Linked DNA regions of Mus musculus: region 2 is linked to region 1. A link is a contact called in public HiChIP or PLAC-seq data. All regions are on one chromosome and are shown on one strand. The core of a region is the stretch at or near the end of the contact, and the rest is flanking DNA. Distances in the headings are between cores, read along the strand shown. Region 1 has its middle 8.0 kb from the start of 2500004C02Rik. Region 2 overlaps Nol4l (nucleolar protein 4-like).

Region 1 (4,110 bases), core at 183-2,682:
TAGTCTACATTTCTATGGCCCTATTTTGATTATAATTCCTCACAAAGACAAGAAAAATAAGGTCACTACTTCAAGGGTCTACTGGGATCCTAAGAGAAATTGTTAACTCTATACATGATGGCACACGTGCAGTCCCAGCACTTTGGTGGATAAGGTAGGAAGGTTGCCAGGAGTTTGAGGCAATCCTTGCCTACATAGTCAAACTGTCACAAAAACCAGATGCGGTACCACAACCCTTTACGCCCAGCAGTTGGAATGTATACGCAGGGATGAATTCAGGATCATTCTTGGGCACATAATTCTGTGCTACAAGAAACACTGGCTCAAAGCAAAACTATGTTTCTCTAGGGACTAACAAATAGGAGGTAGTGAGGAACACAGGAGACCTTCAGGAGGAGCTGATACTTTATCGCCCGGCTGTCACTACTAGTTCTATGTGATATTTAGTAATATACACCTCCTCTCGCGTGCCTGAAGGATGGCTGCTTAATCTCTTCAGCAGCTCTGCAGGGTCTGCTCTACCTAGACAGCCACAGTGGCTTATTGAGAGCAGTAACACAAGTCCAGGCGGCTGTGACTTCAGACCTCTCTCGTTCATGGGCCATTCCTACTAATGTACTGACATGATCCTTTCATTGAGTCTTTCCTCTTCAACATGGCCTGGCACCTCCACCTTATAGCACTTGGTTTGACTCCAGTGCTTAAGTATGCAATTACGCAAACTGCATTTAAGCATACATACCAAGGAGTATGTAAGTGAGAGTCTTGTGAAGTCTTCTCTGCCAACTTTATCACATAGCATTACCACCTTAAAGTTGCATCCGGCAGAGGAGAACCACCACTTGGCAGCCATGCACTTCAGTCTAGCTTTCATGAGCCTGGCTCTGAGGTGTCCCGGGGCCTGCCATTCTGCTCCTGACCACCTGGCACAGTTCTACAACTGATCATTTTAGAGCCAAATGTGGTGGTGTGAGGCAGACCAATCACATTCCGAACCAGCATGAGTCATACTAAGTTCACACCATGAGTTCTGGGCCATTCAGGATTACACAAGACCTTGTCTCAGGATACCTAAAAGGGAGGCTCTTTATGAAAAATCTCAGATCAGTGCCACTACTCACCCACCAGCTTTGGGAAGGGTGTGATCCAGGGCAGTTATGAACAGCCACTGGCAGTCTTCTTTGCCTGGACAAGTATATTTCAAAGCAAATGGCAGGAGTTTAACTGACCTGCTCTCAATCCCAGCAAGGAAGTTGTCTCCCTGGCCCTACTCCTAGGGGCCAAAACTGTGGTGTCAAGCAGAATGTCTTGCATGGTGAACTTCGTCAGAGGAAACTCGTGGAAAGTTTGCCAACCAAGCCCAGAAAACTCATGTGGCAGACAGGCTTACTGTGGGCATTTAAAAAAATTGCTTTCTGTTATCGCAAAGGGAAATAACTTTCAAAGCTCATTGGTAGAGCATGCTGGGGTACAAGCAGAGCTGTGCTTCCTTCCTGGGGTGTATATACATTGACACAGCAGCTACAGAAAGTAGGGTAGAGCTGAGATTCTCCTGAGCTATTCTCCCCCTGGTCCTCCATCACTCCAGGCCTTACATATTCCCCAGTCACCACGAATGCTCCAGGCACTTGTTCCTGTCCCTTTGTCTGGCATGCTATTCTGTCTTTTCCCAGTAGGCAAAACCCACTCATTACCTGTCCTGTCCTCTACAAAGCTTTCCTCCATTCCTCCTGGAGCATGCCACTCTGCTTCTGACAGCAGACCTATCTATCCCAGCCATCTAAGTGCCAGAAAAGGTCATCAGGTCATCTCTTCAAGGAATTTGGCCAAGAAATGCACAAATGCTAAGCTGGAAAAGGGCTAAGAAGGGAGCAAGGGACAAGGGAAACCTCTAGCCAGGCAGAAATGGAGAAAAACCAAGACGACTGTGGAGGTGACTTAAACATTGTTCCTGAAAGCCAGGCAGGTTGCACAGACATGCTATCCCAGCACTTAGAGGCTAAGGCAAGAGGATCTCAAGGTAAGGTCAACTTGGACTACACATGGACACTTTAAAAATAAAGTAGAGGACGGGGAAAGGGAAAGGAGGGGCAGGATCTGGTATGGGAGGAGACTGGGATGATAAACAAAGACTCAGGAATTTGAACCAAGGTCTGTAGCAATGGGGGATGGGGAGCTGGGGGTAGCCACCATCAAGTCTCAGATGCCAAGAAAGCAAGAGATTCCCCGGACCCAAAGGGGATGAGATTAGCTGAAATGCCCAACAACGGGGAGGGACAACCTGTAGAGACCATATCCAGAGGTTAGGCAAGGCCCCTGGTTGGTGGAGGGGGCCACTCACTCATCTCCAAATTTTTAACCCAGAATAGCTCCTGTCTAAAGGAAATATGGGGACAAAGTGTGGGAGCAGAGACTGAAGGAAAGGCCTTCCAGAGACTACCCCACCTGGGGATCCATCCCATATACAGACAACAAACCCAGACACTACTGCAGATGCCAAGAAGTACTTGCTGACAGGAGCATGATCTAGGTGCCTCCTGAGAGGCTCTGCCAGAGCCTGACAAATACAGAAGCAGATGCTTACAGCCAACCATTGAACTGAGTGTGGAGACCCCAATGGAGGAGTTAGGGGAAGGACTGAAGGAGCTGAAGGGGTTTGCAGTCCCATAGGAAGAACAACAATATCAACCAACCAGACCCCTCAGAGTTCCCAGGAACTAAACCACCAACCAAAGAGTACACACACATGGAGGGACCCATGGCTCCAGGTTCATATGTAACAGAGGATGGCATTGTCTGGGATCAATGGGAGGAGATGTCCTTGGTCCTATGAAGGTTTGATTCCCCTGTGTAGATGAAGGCCAGGGCAGGGAGGCAGGAGTGGGTGGGTGGGTGGGGGAGCACCCTTATACAAGCAGGGAGATGGGGGGATGGGATAGGGGAGTTCTGGAGGGGAAACCAGGAAAGGGGATAACATTTGAAATGTAAATACATAAAATTTCCAATAAAAGGAGGAGGAGGAGGAGAAGAGGAAGGAGGAGGAGGAGGAAGGAAGAAGAAGACTACTACTACTACTCCTCCTCCTCCTTCTCCTCCTCCTCCTCCTTCTTCTCCTTCTCCTCCTCCTCCTCTCCAAAAACATACCTTGGAGCCTAAGAGATGAGTGGGAGTTATTCACACAGGGTAGAAATAATGTTTTTAGGCAGAAAGCACATATATGAAACTGCAATAGAGAGTCAAGAAGCAAGGGGCCAACCTCAAAGGTACCAAGCTTGCAAAATCAAAGCCATGCATTTTACACACACACACACACACACACACACACACACACACACACACACTGCTCAGAAGAGTCATAATACACTTACTTTCCCTCCATGTCCTAGGCAACAAGACCCCCTAGCACACAGGTTTACAGCAGGTATAGATGGACTGTATGGTCCCCAGAGCTGCAGCAAGAGACCTCTGCCCCTGCACATGCCTACCCTTCCAGCAAGTACCCAGTTGGCTTGCCTAACTGAAGCACCCGGGACCCAGTTAACCACAAACCCAGTGATTAAAACCACGGCTGCAATGACAGCAGCTGCAAGAGCTACAGTTACATCCTTGACAAATGTCACTAACAACTTCACTGGCAGATGTGACCACATGGTTCTTAGATACCAGATTCTCAGAGTGAACTTCAATCAAATGGCAACTGCAGTCTAAAAGGGCCTGCAAAAATCACAGGCCCCAAGATGAAATGATCAGTATGAATTTCAAAGCAGTCTCTGAGATTTAGTATTTTCTCCAACAATTTTTAAAAACAATACCAAAGATGAAAATATAATTAAATTGAGCTGGGCAGAAGTAGTGCACACCTTTAATCTCAGCATGCAGTTGGCAGAAGCAGATGGATCTGTGTGCATTCAAGGCCAGCCTCTGGCCAACAGAGTTCCAGGACAGCCAAGGCTGTTACACAGAGAAACCCTGTCTCAAAAAGCCAAAAGACCCCAGCTCTCAGGAGGCAGAGGCAGGCGGATTTCTGAGTTTGAGGCCAGCCTGGTCTACAGAGTGAGTTCCAGGACAGCCAGAGCTACACAGAGACACCCTGTCTCGAAAAACTGCCCC
Region 2 (4,214 bases), core at 946-3,445, 130 kb before region 1:
TATAGTGTCAGAAGAGGTTTTATTTTTCTGCCAGGTGAGGTGGCCCATGCCTTTAATCTTGGCACTTGGAAGGTAGAGGCAGAAAGATCTCAAGTTCAAAGCTAGCTGAGTTCAAAACCACAAATTCTCACAAACTCCTCTAGAGATGCAGAATTGAAGCCACGCTGGTTGTACAGTTGATAAACTTATCTTCTTAGAGGAATCAGGGTATGGAGATGTGGCAAGCCATGAGGGAACAGCTGAGAGCCTTCCACAAGAAGGTTGCATCCTAGACAGGGTGCAGGCTGAGTCAGAACAGAGTGACCTGTCAGTTTCCAAGTCCCCTCCAGAGTGTGCTCAAGGCAGAGTCACCCACTTACTGCCTTTTGCCTTCTCTTGTTTTTTCATTCTTTTGTAATTAAATATCACAGAGACTGTTTAAAAAAGAAAAAAACAAACAAAAACAAAAGAGAAAGAGAGAGAGAGAGAGAGAAAGAAAGAAAGAAAAAAGGAAAAACCCAACAAGACAAAACACACAAAAGCCTGAGGACAGTGACAAAGATTCCCAACAATCTCACCCAGCCCTTTCCACTTCTACCCATTCCAGAAGCACCTTGCTGGCTTTGCATCCTACCCTCCAACCCCCTACCCCATGCCTCATCCCACAGTTCCCACCCCACCCCCACCTCATTCCCCCACCCCACAGCTCCCACACCAACCCCACCCCCAACCCATGACCCACTCCCCACCTCTCACAGCAACCCCACCCCCACCCCATGCCCCAACATCCACCTCCCATGCCATGCCACGCCTCCCTTTTTTTTTTTTACTTTTCTGCTGCTGATTCTTTTTCTGGAAGGTGAAGTTTCCGGGTGAAGTTTCCAGGTATCACTTGTACATTCTGTCATCTACTCATTTGCATATTCACACATATATTATCCAACCCTCCATTCATCTGTCCTTTGTTGTTCTGTGATCTAGGCACTGGTAAAGATGCTAAGGAGGTGGCCTGGCCTGTGCCTGCGTGGTACCACAGCTCTGTGAAAGATAAGGGGAACTCAAGGCAATTAATTGTGTGGGCCTGCAGAGAGATCTCAGCAGTGAGTGCTAGTGGGTCCTCAACACAGAGGGACTGTCAACTGGTGCCTGCTCTGTGTCCAGTGTGTCCGGTTGATCCTTTGTACAAAGAACTTGCATATCACTCTCGTGCTACACATTTGATGGTCAGGCTTAAAATCACAGTCACCACTTGGGAGGCAGAGGCAGGCAGATTTTTGAGTTCCAGGACAGCCTGGTCTACAAAGTGAGTTCCAGGTCAGCCAGGGCTATCCAGAGAAACCCTGTCTTGAAAAACCAAAAAAAAAAAAAAAAAAAAAAAAAAAAAAAAAAAAAATCACAGTCACTAGGGCTGGAGAGATGGCTCAATGCTTAAGAGTACTGGCTGCTTTTCCAGAGGTCCTGAGTTCAATTCTCAGCAACCACATGGTGGCTCATAACCATCTGTAATGGGATCCAATGCCCTCTTCTAATGGGTCTGAGGACAGTGATGTTGTAAAACAAATAAACAATTAAAAAAAAAAAAAGACCACAGTAACTAAAATAATTAAAAACCCATGTCCTTCCCATCCCCAAGCCTGTTTGAGGCGCACTGCCTAGATAGAGGTGTTTGGGTGGAAAGCAGAGAGAAAGTGCTGTGAACATCCCACAGTTCCCACCCCACCCCCACCCCATTCCCCCACCCCACAGCTCCCACACCAACCCCACCCCCAACCCATGACCCACTCCCCACCTCTCACAGCAATCCCACCCCCACCCCATGCCCCAACATCCACCTCCCATGCCATGCCACGCCTCCCTTTTTTTTTTACTTTTCTGCTGCTGATTCTTCTTCTGGAAGGTGAAGTTTCCAGGTATCACTTGTACATTCTGTGGAACTGGGGTCAGGGAAGCTGAGAGAGAGAGCCTGCCTTAAGATGAGAAAGTAGGAAACAGGAAGGGGAACCTAGTGAGGGTGCAGGGACCCATGGACACCATGTCTGCCTTGTGACTCCATGTGCCTCAGTGGCCCCTGTGCCTGTGACTCCTGTGCCTCAGTGGTCCCTGTTGTCCTCAGTGGCCCCTGTTGTCCCCATTGCTCTTGAGGTACGTGTCTAAAGGGAGATCCTACCATATAAGTCACACATGGAAGCAGGGCCACCCTGCCTCCTTCCCTGTGCTAGCTTCATTTCCTGGAAGCTCCACTGCCCCCCAAATGTTCTGTCCAGAGGTAAAAACGGTCTACAACCTGCCTTTCCTCCCTCAGTGTTGATGTCTCAAAGGTTTTACTGTTCTCATGGCAGTGAGAAGTGGTGCAGTTTGAACTACTTCCTGTTCAGTCACCTGTGCCAGAGGATTTTCTGAGTCTTCTTCACCTGGAACCTGTAGACCCACTTGGGGTCTTCAGATGGTTTTCCCTCCTTCCCTGCAAAGCAAACAGTGGGCAGTGTTCTCAGTCAGGACAGAGCACCACCCCCACTTCAACCTGGGTTTAAGTTTTCAGTAGATCCACCACCTAGAAGCTGTGCGGCCCAGCCAAGGCATTCTACTTCTCTGTCCTCCAGTTACTTGAAGGTCAAAGGAACATACTTAGATCATCATTTTTTAAGACATTTAAAATTGTGTGTCTGTGTGTGGGCACGTGCACATGTGTGCTGGTGTCTGGGAGGCCAAAGATATAGAACCCCTTGGAGTTGGAGTTGTGAGTGGATGTGAGCCACCAGCTGGGAACTTGAGTCCTTTGCAAGAGCTTGTTCTGGACTACTGAGCTCTCTTTAGCTCATCCTTTTTATTTAAATTTCTTTGCCTATTTTATGTGTGTATATGGGGAGTGTGGCGTGCTACCGCAGAAGTGTGGAGGTCATAGGACACTTGCAGAGCATGGTTCTCTGCTTTCACCATGTAGCTCCTTGGATTGAGCTGAGACTGTCAGACTTGGCAGTGGCTACCCTTCTCTGCTGAATCATCTCACTGCCCCCACTTTTAAGGGGGTCAAGTGATGGAAGACACAGCAGGCACTGGGCTGGGCACATTAGGAGCACTTTATAAAGCTATTGATTTCTTATTTGTAGTGCTGGGGATGGAACATAGAGACTCACACATGCTAAGCAAGATCTTTATCACTGAGCCATCTCCCCCATCCCACCTCCACACCCCTCAGCTACCACATTCACTTCAAAAGGAAACAAAAACTATCTTAAGAGCTGGGCTGTAGCTCAGATAGCACTCTAATGGAGTGTTTTCCCAGCAAGCACGAAGCCCTGGGCTCAGTCCTCAGTGCCATAATAACCTGTGCCTGCAGTCCCAGCTCTAGGAAAGAGTCTCTGACACTCAGGATCATCAACAGATGTATAGTAAATTTGAGGCCAGTTGGTCCTTTGCTAGAAGAGCCCAAGAAAATGGAGAGCAAAGCTAACAAAAGCTAACAAAAAAGGGGGAAAGCATAGGCTTTGGCATATACATGTTACATTTAAACTATTTTTAAGTGTGTTAAGTGGCCTCAACTTCATCAAATCACATTGATAAACAACCATTACAGTCATCTATTCTCCTCACAGGTGTGTGTGTGTGTGTGTGTGTGTGTGTGTGTGTGTGTGTGAGAGAGAGAGAGAGAGAGAGAGAGAGAGAGAGAGAGAGAGAGAAGAGAAGAGACAGAGACAGAGACAGAGACAGAGACAGAGACAGATGGGAGGTATTGTGGGGGCAGAAGCCTGTGGATAACCTCAGACGTCATTCTTCAGGTGTCCCACCACCACCACCACCTTTTTAAAGACAGGGTCTCTCATTGGCCTGAACTAGCCAAGTAAGCTAGGCTGGCTAACCAGAGTGCCCACCCTACATCTGCATCCCTGCTACTGCAGTTGTAAACACGCACCACACCACCACATCCAACTTCTTAGGATGGGCTGTGGCAAGCCCTTCACTGCCTGAGCCATCTCCCCAGCCCTGAGCCAGAGTGTTTTCATCACTTCTAACAAAGCCCTGTGCTCATAAAGGAGACACGCAGTGTCTCTCCAGCTCTGGAAAAATCCTTGTTCTACTCTCTGTTTTTATGATTTTTGTCTCCTGCAGGTCCAGCATAGGTGACTTGCTTGTACTGCCTTGCCTGGCTGCTTTGGCTTATTATCATGTCTTCAAGTCAAAGGCTATATCAGAACTTCATCCTTTGACAGCTGAGAAAATCTCGTTGTATGGGACTG

What was found. HiChIP or PLAC-seq counts read pairs in DNA pulled down with a chosen protein or histone mark.
Region 2: a contact with region 1 is called in an H3K4me3 HiChIP or PLAC-seq map of the SCID.adh cell line, with 10 read pairs. The contact joins two enhancer-like sites. A contact is called at or near these places in 1 of 39 promoter capture datasets (hippocampal neurons), 5 of 484 Hi-C or Micro-C datasets (the AML12 cell line, embryonic stem cells, nephron progenitors and 1 more), 4 of 115 datasets of contacts at active chromatin or transcription factors (the SCID.adh cell line, embryonic forebrain and embryonic stem cells) and 3 of 9 other capture datasets (adipose tissue, embryonic stem cells and pancreatic islet).

Annotation. Positions count from the first base shown.
Region 1 is chr2:153,335,768-153,339,877 of GRCm38.p6, reverse strand. No RefSeq gene overlaps it. Among named protein-coding and RNA genes, the nearest start is that of 2500004C02Rik, 8.0 kb to the left of the region's middle. Within about 2 kb of position 1,432, at least 58 of the 459 cell types and tissues checked have an H3K27ac peak or open chromatin away from gene starts, as enhancers often do. A contact at or near this core is called in the SCID.adh cell line, where this site is marked.
Region 2 is chr2:153,463,637-153,467,850 of GRCm38.p6, reverse strand. The region is part of intron 4 of Nol4l (nucleolar protein 4-like); the gene reads left to right. Among named protein-coding and RNA genes, the nearest start is that of Nol4l, 64 kb to the left of the region's middle. Within about 2 kb of position 2,195, at least 3 of the 459 cell types and tissues checked have an H3K27ac peak or open chromatin away from gene starts, as enhancers often do. A contact at or near this core is called in the SCID.adh cell line, where this site is marked.